Regions from separate parts of the Sus scrofa genome. Here regions 1 and 2 are each linked to region 3. The links are chromatin contacts, called in public promoter capture Hi-C maps. All regions are on one chromosome and are shown on one strand. Each heading gives the region's core, a stretch centred on a gene start, on an enhancer-like site or on the middle of the called end of the contact. The rest is flanking DNA. Distances are from core to core; before and after follow the strand shown.

Region 1 (2,700 bases), core at 41-2,540, 460 kb after region 3:
TTATTCTTGATAGCAAAAATTAAAAACAAAAAAATAAAAAACACTCACTGATACATGCACCTAAAGACTACATACTATTTGATTCTACTTACATAAAATTCTAGAAACAAACAAACAAAAAAAGCAGTAGAAAATAGATTAGTGGCTGCCTGGGAGGTAGGTATGGGGATTGATGAGTGAGAATTTTTTGTAGGGGCTCGGCAGAGGTGTGTGGGGGTGATGTAAATATTCAAAAACTTGACTGTGGTAGCAAATGCATAATTCTATATAGTTACCAAAACTCATGGAACTTTCCATTAAAATGGGTGAATTTTACATGTAACATATGCCTCAATAAAGCTGTAAAACAAAAGAAAGCAATGCCAAAGGCACTCTCAAGAAAATAATTAGACAAGGTTAATCATTGCTGAAGGATCAATTAAAGATCCACCTGTGAGGTTACACGTGCCAAGTACTTTTGGAACTTTTTTTTTTTTTTTTTTTGTAATGAGAATACTAAGTTTCAGAATTAGGATAAAATCACAGGAAAAAGCATAAGTTACACGATACCTGAAAGCTAAACGAACTTTATTTATTTTTGGATAAAGAAAGCCCCACCATTGTTTCTTAATTGTGATAAAAAAGTATTTATCAAACATAAAATGTACCATTTTGAAAACCATTTTTAGGTATACAATTCAATGGCACTGAATACCTTCGTTGTAAAAAGTTTATAAACAAACTTTAATATCAATTTAACTTTGTAAGTAAAGTTTGTTTTACCATTTCACCTTTATTATGAAACAAGATACTCTCATTTCTAATTTTCTAGTTACCTATATTTTGTGTCCTAACATGTTGCAAACTTCATGACGTCTCCCTCTGATTTCCCGACTAAATCTTTTTTCTTCATAATTTTAAATATACAATTGATGATTTTAAATTCGTAGTGGGTCTCCGGGTGCATTGCCCCCTTTCCCAGGTTCAGTTTCCCGGCTCAGTGTGTCCGACGAGGTTGCCCGCAATGACCTCGGAGGACCACCGCAGCTCGGACCGGATTGGCCCAAGCCCCAAGCCAGACCCCACCCGCCCGAGTCCGTCCCGGCTCCACGGCCATCTGTACCTGTAAGGACCAATGGCCGCTGGGGCTTTCACAGTACTGATCACCTTTCTGACCAAAGCCGACATGCTAACGCTTTTCTCTGGAGGCCACTCCTAGACAACAACCTCGTAAAGCGTTCCCACTGGCGTTTCTGGAGACTAATCAGCCGGGGCTGGAGTTCCTGTTTTAAAGCGTCACCCGGGGCTGGGTTCGCTGAGAATTCTGGGAATTGTAGTCTCCGTGCGACTCTGGGCCACGTGGAGGCCACGTCTCACCGGCGCATGCGCCCTCTAGCTCGCTCGCCACGCACGTCGGCGTCGTGACTGCCGCAGAACGTTGTCATTTCTGACCCCGGGCTTGCTGGCTTCCAGCCGCAGAGCATCTGGCAGGTAGGTTTTGAGGGGTTGGAGTCTACCAGGGTCCACGAGGATGGGAGGAGTGTGTGTCAGTCCCTCCACCGGTGCCGGAGCACTGGCTAGGCTCCCCTCCCTCTCTTTCCCCTCACTCGCTGACCTACTCTTCCCCTGTTGCCTTCTTTTCCCCACGGCCCCTCCTTCTGTTACCCGAAAAGTAGCTTCACCTCTTGGTGGGTATCAATCCAGAACCCTCTCTTCCCCCCGCCAAAACAACAAAAAACCCAACTGAGCCAAAGTTTGGGAGAAGGAAGTACTTCTTACTTGCTATGCACCGGCGATTGGAAGAAGAAAGTGCTTCTTACTTGGTGAACACCCGTGATCTTTCCAAAAGCAACCGAGAAATTGGGGAACTTTTAAGCTAACGTATATGTGTATTCATGAAGGGGCTTGAGCAGAGAAGAATTTAGCATAGAATTGGGGCAAAGGGCAGCAGAGTCCAAACTTAGTTGATTGAAACCTCAAGGGTCAGAAAAAAGGTCAGCATCCCTCAGGTTCCAGTTGATCTGATGATTGAGTGTCCAAGGCGGGTTCAAATAATGCAAAACAGATCAAGAAAGTACGTCAGGCTGATCTTTACCGCAGCAGCAGATCTGGGAGTTTACAACTGATTTTTGTTCTTGCTACTTTTCTTGTCTTAGTTTCCCTTAAGATCATGATTACTGCGACATTCAAAGGCAAGCATTGAGGCCAGGCTTAGATCACAAAATGACTTAAGCCAAAAATGGATGGCTTCTCTGATGTCAAGAAAGCCATCCCTGGTTCTCTGTCTCCAGGAACCTCCTACCTCATCTACTTACACTTCCGCTCCTGTGCTGGAGCCACCTGTGTTTGTCGTTTCTCTGGATTGCCCCACGGGGCAGATGCCATCCTAGGGGAGGCCATTGTACCCATCTACCATCCAAAAGGAATAAGGGGTCGTTGAGGAGAGCACGCTGAGACCTGGGCAGTGTTCACCTCCCGCCTCTCCCATGCTCCCTTTTCTGGAATGTTCTTGAGCTTTACTGGGTGTCTGTGTGTTCCCTTTCCATCTCAATAGACACCAGCTGACTGAGATCTGAATTCAAATAGGTTATTGATCTTGGTCCAGCAAATGGCCCCAGAGTTCCTCTCTTGGCAGATACTCAGTCATGCAGTGTCAGAAGCACTGCTGCTTGGCTCAGTGTTTTTTACTGTTAGTATATGCATTATAGGAACATTTCACTC
Region 2 (2,700 bases), core at 22-2,521, 400 kb after region 3:
AAGGAAACATCAAAGGTTTGGGATGTGATACAAGAAGAGAGCTCTCCAGGCATTACCAATGAAGCACAGACACTACGAAATGCTGAGAGATTATGCATTCTCATAGAAAATTAACAGCAGTGGGGGACTGAAAACAAGGCTTATACTCTGCATGGTCCAAATTTCCTTAACTTATTCACAACACCCACTGAATTCAGTATCAAAACAGTGAATTGAACAAAAACTGGGTGAACAAGGAGCCTGCAACTCCACAGGCCAACTTGAACTTTTCTGCTCTCCACTGAAACAAGTTCATAAGATGAAGAAGCCTTTTTATAGTTAAAAGAATGACCAAAGAGGCAGGACACCTGGGGAAAAAAAATTGTCTGTGGTGCCCTCAACCTTTGAGGTTCTGCCACACACTTCTCCCATAGAGAACCTTAGAGGAGGAGAGAACACGAGGAGGGGGAGAAAAACAAAGAGCCAAACGCAACAACAGCAACCATTAAGTTATTCTGCAAGTGTTCCCCTGTATACAAATTTTACACGATACCCAGCTCAAGCTACCTAGATTGCAAATTTACATTTCTGGATACTGGCTCAGGATGAATTTGCATTGGGCAACAAACTCAGGTTCCTTCGATTACCTCAAGGCTGGGCAGTTGTTGGCGAGGATGACCAGTTTCGCTTTGCCTTGTCTGATCATTTTCAGAGTCTGCTTGTACCCCAGCACGTACTTTCCACTTTTCATAACCAGCTGGAGCCGAGAGTTGATTGACTCCAGCGACTTTTTCTACAAAGCAAACATTTAATACGGACTTCAAGACCTTGTTACCGCTCAAAACTGGATCCAGCTTCCTGAAAGCTGAACTCCTTAATAAAATCTCAGAAATTGAATCTCCCAAGTCACTAAGAGAACCTCTTGGGTTCCTTTTAGAACATGCCAAGGCCAATGAGCACTCTGTCTGCCCAGTGTACTTAGACCTGCCCGCCCAAGACCAGACTCATCCCTCCACGTGAAAAGGATTCCGGCTCCGGCGCGCTTCACTCACCGTCTTCTTTGCGGCCACCATCTTCCTGCCTTAGGCGCGGGACGCCCCCAACCTAAAACATAGAGAAGAAGAAATTTAGGAATCGGAGATCCAAACGGCAACTCCCTGGGCTCCCCGCATTGCCGAAACCCCGGCTCGGCGGAGCCCACTCACCACAAGCAGCCGCCAAGATGGCCGGGGAGCAAAAAAGGAAGGAGTTCCCACAATGCCAAGCTCTTCGCAGCGGAGCAGGGAGGACGCGACCGGAAGCGGAAGCGAACCGCAACGGAAGGGACGGGGCAAAAGGAGGACCCTGCTGGTTGCTATAGGACCTTCTAATTGGTTTGGCAGCGGGTGTGCTCCTCCAGCCTGCGAAGCTTAAACCTCACCTGCAGCGAATTCCGCTGCTCCCTGCGGCGGACTGAGCAACCGAGGGAAGTCGGACCGGCCGGGAGTTGGAGAGGCCGACCGAGAGAGAGATAGGCGGGAGGGGCGGTGGGAAGAGGCAGCAGCAGCTGGCCCTCGGTCTTAGTGCGGATGAGCTCATCTCTGCCCAAAGCTGTGGTTCTTGACGGAGTGTGAGAGGACCCGGGTGCGCCTTTGGTTCCACCTGACAGAAAAAGCTGCGCGCACTCCCCTGCCGTCGCCCAAACTGCCTGTCCCTGGGAGAACAGCGGCGCCCTGCGTTGGTTCACCTTAAACTCACCTCTTTTGTAGCCGTTTTAGCCTGACCTTGTAAGCGGAATCTTCACAGAGAGCGATAAACAGGGCTGATTTTAAAATCTTTTTGCTGGGAACATTGGACCTTGAAATAAATGTCCAGTGACGAATCATTAGAAATACTAGGCACAGAAAGTCTCTCACTACCACACACAGACTCACATCAAACCAGTAGATCTTCTGTCATCGTGTGTCAACTTTTAGCAATCTGTCGTACAGAAAGTCACACCTGCTCAAAGACACGAGAATAAGGATATTTCAGCATTTATTTATTTTTTGTTAGCGCCACGGCCTGTGGAAGTTCCCAAGCCAGGAATCGAACCATCGTCCCAGCAACGACCAGAGCCGCTGCAGTGACAATGCTAGGTGCTTAACCTGCTGCGCTACAAGGGAACTCCTCGGCGTTTTTTAATAGCAAAAAGAAACAACCTCAAATGTTCATCATGCTTAACCTAGATACATGTTTGTATATATGCATAGAAACTTCATGTCTGGAAAGCTAATCATCAAAACAGCTCTGGTTGAAAGATGAGAAAATTAGGTGGTAAGGAGAGAACATTTACTTGATAGATTTCAGTACTGCTTGAATTATTCTACAATGAATTACTTTACAGCATGTATTGTTATGTAAAATATTTTAAACAATGAACATGGGCTATATAATGGAGTAGGTTATTTTAAATAGATTTTGTTAAATAGTATATCTTAAAGTGGTATTTTTCAAAGTATGGCTCCCAGATCATCTGATTGAGAGTCACTTTGAATTCTGATTCCTAGGCCCCACCCATGTCTGTGAAAGATATCTTTGGACATGGGGCCTGGGAATATGAGTTTAATAAGCAGCTTCCATGGTTCTTGTAAGTACTAAAATTGGAGAAGTAGAGAACTAAAGAATGAGATAGCCTAGTTGGTTTTGAGGCATGCATGCAGATACAAACTAATGATGCCCTACACTTTTATAATGAGCTCT
Region 3 (2,700 bases), core at 193-2,692:
CACTTTCATAAATATAAATGGAACTTGGAACCTTGTAGAGATAAAGCAATTCTGATGACATCGAAGTTTTGTGCTTTGTAATTTACACTGTCTTTAATTATAAGTCTGTATAAAGCTTAGCAAGAGTCGTTTATTTATTTTATTTATTATTTACCAAACTCCTTTCCACCCATTAATCACAACATGCATTACAACGCCACTGCAAAAGTAGGTCAAAATACTCCTAAATACATTTTTGGCACTCTGTACTTATTAATATTACCCCTTTCCTAGTCTTTGAAAAAGTCTGTATTTAGTTCACTTAGGACACTTGCTTACACGCTAATTATTAGCTAATGATAAAACACTGAGTTTCCTTACAGGGAAATGTAACTTCAAAAATCTAAAGCAGCCCCCAAATATAATCTTTGTAATTAAGATCTGAAAATTCATTTCTACCCAGATATGGTCAGCACAGCATACAAAAATAGAAGTTTTATGTATAACTGAGTCACTTTGCTGTACAGCAGAAATTAGCACAACGTTGTAAATTACCAAGAATTTTTAAAAAAATTTTTAAATAGAATTTTTGGAAACTCCTTTTGTGAACTTGCATAAAAGCTTAAAGCACAAGGAAACTTACCTCTATATGTATAATACAATCTAACGTGTTTCTCATTATTTCTTGCTGAAGCTCGAAATGAGTAGGAAAATAACGCTGTCCATGGGCTTTCCACCTTTTGAGTTCCACTAACTGACAGCACGAAGAGCAAGAGTGGAGTGAAACCACGCGAAAGCGCCCTGGCCGGACAGGCAAATGGTAGGCACGCAATGCGGGTAAGGTGGCCCTGAAGAATACAAACCCCATTTGACAACTAAATAAACTCAGGCCCTCGAAGAAGAGTGCCCAGCTCCAGACTCAGCTGAGCCCACGCTGGAACCATTTAGTCGCCCCAGGGTGAAAAAAGCGCTTCCACTTCAACACCTCTCCCAGAAAAAGAACGAAGAAAACAGACACCTACTGAGGCGACTTTGACCTAGAACCTGTGACCCGGTTCCTCGCTCTTCGCCCTCTTCCACACCCCCCGCAGCCCCCAGCCTTCCTCGAGAGCCCCTCCCCTGGACTCATTCAAAGCGCCACGTCTCCCAGCTCCCGGCCACCAGCCACCCCGAAAAGGCTTCCTCCAGTTAACCCCTCCTAGCCTTCCGCCCAGAGTCACCCGTACCCAAAGCGCGGCGCCTCCACCAGGCCCAGATGTGTCACCACCAGCCGCCGCCACGGCGGTTCCCTCGCTCCAACAGCTCCCGCCCAGCCCGGCCTCGCTCGCGCCCACGTGACACCCACGCCACGCCCACCTGCTCCCACGTGACCCGCGGCCCTGCTCGACGTCTCTGCGCGCGGCGTGGGTCGCGGCCGCAGCCGCCATTGTTCCGCCGAAGGAGGACAGCGGGGCCTGGCACTGGCGCCGACACGCCGCTTAGCGGCCGCCACTGGAGACACTCCCTCCCGCCGCCCCCCTCCTCTTGGCGGCGGCGGAGTGAGGCTGACAAGGGGGAACTGGGAGCCCCCTCTCCTGGCGACAGGAGCGGCCGATCCCCGGCCCCGGCGCGAGGGGCGGCCGCGATGCGCTCGGCCTGAGGCAGACCGGCCCGGCCCTTCCTTGCTTCCCTTGACTGTCCCACGGCGTCTGTGCGCCCCAGCGTCATCCCGAGAGTCCCCCTGACGGGAGGGAAGATGGCTGCACGGAGCTGGCAGGACGAGCTGGCCCACCAGGCCGAGGAGGGCTCGGCCCGGCTACGAGAAATGCTCTCGGTCGGCCTAAGCTTTCTGCGCACCGAGCTGGGCCTCGACCTGGGGCTGGAGCCGAAGCGGTACCCGGGCTGGGTGATCCTGGTGGGCACGGGCGCCCTCGGGCTGCTGCTGCTCTTCCTGCTCGGCTACGGCTGGGCCGCGGCTTGCGCCGGCGCCCGCAAAAAGCAGAGGAGCCCGCCCCGCAAGCGGGAGGAGGCGGCGGCCTCGCCAGCCCCGGCCGCTGATGACCTAGCCCTGCTCAAGAATCTCAGGAACGAGGAGCAGAAGAAGAAGAACCGAAAGAAATTGCCCGAGAAGCCCAAAGTGAGTAGGGGAGGAGCGGTGGGAGAGTGAGGGCGAGGGGCCGGCGTGGAGCCCCTTGAGCGGAGCCGGAGGCCGAGCTCCAGTAGCCCCAGTCGGGAATGGAAAAGGGAAGGAGTGAGATCAGTCGGGAGCCGGGGCGCAGGTCTCCCCGGACGGAGGAGGTGATCGGTGGACACGTTACTTGGAGAATGGTGGAAACTCAGGAAGTATAGGACGGGTGGATACGAGCAGTTTCAAGGGAGGAAGTTAGACGGTATGGGGTAGGTTCAAATAAAAGCGCCTAGAAGTCAAGTCTTTTTCGGGAACCCAGACCGCCGGAATGACATACCAACTCTCTGAGGCCTACTGGGCAGGCTGCATGTGTGTGTGGAGGGCGATGGGACCTTAAGGTGGTCCTGGGAAGTTGTGGCAAGACTGCGCCTGGGCACACAGAGCCGGGTTCAAGTCACATTGAGGTGGTTGTCAGGGGAGGAGATAACGGTGACCTAAAAATGTGGGGGGGATCACACGAGGATTAAAGGTACCCAGGTCTAGACGCGCTTCCATTTTAGTTGGGACTGTTGAAGGGAAATGGTTGCCCACTCTCACTCTGGTGAATGTGGCCA

What was found. Promoter capture Hi-C pulls out the DNA fragments that hold promoters and counts their contacts.
Region 1: a promoter capture Hi-C map of liver shows a contact between it and region 3, with 2.5 times the contacts expected there. The contact joins the promoter of RIDA here to the promoter of MTDH in region 3. A contact is called at or near these places in 2 of 5 promoter capture datasets (fetal liver and liver) and 1 of 2 datasets of contacts at active chromatin or transcription factors (alveolar macrophages).
Region 2: a promoter capture Hi-C map of liver shows a contact between it and region 3, with 6 times the contacts expected there. The contact joins the promoter of RPL30 here to the promoter of MTDH in region 3. A contact is called at or near these places in 2 of 5 promoter capture datasets (fetal liver and liver) and 2 of 2 datasets of contacts at active chromatin or transcription factors (alveolar macrophages and skeletal muscle).

What each region holds. Positions count from the first base shown.
Region 1 is chr4:38,654,860-38,657,559 of Sscrofa11.1, reverse strand. RIDA (ribonuclease UK114) reads right to left here and starts at 1,290. Exons shown (of 6, transcript XM_001928953.5): 1 at 1,103-1,290. The coding sequence starts at 1,167. POP1 (ribonucleases P/MRP protein subunit POP1) reads left to right here and starts at 1,356. Exons shown (of 16, transcript XM_003481375.4): 1 at 1,356-1,470.
Region 2 is chr4:38,715,451-38,718,150 of Sscrofa11.1, reverse strand. RPL30 (ribosomal protein L30) reads right to left here and starts at 1,271. Exons shown (of 5, transcript NM_001190178.1): 1 at 1,185-1,271; 2 at 1,032-1,083; 3 at 627-772. The coding sequence starts at 1,052.
Region 3 is chr4:39,112,047-39,114,746 of Sscrofa11.1, reverse strand. It overlaps MTDH (metadherin), which reads left to right and starts at 1,442. Exons shown (of 12, transcript NM_001244623.1): 1 at 1,442-2,095. The coding sequence starts at 1,715.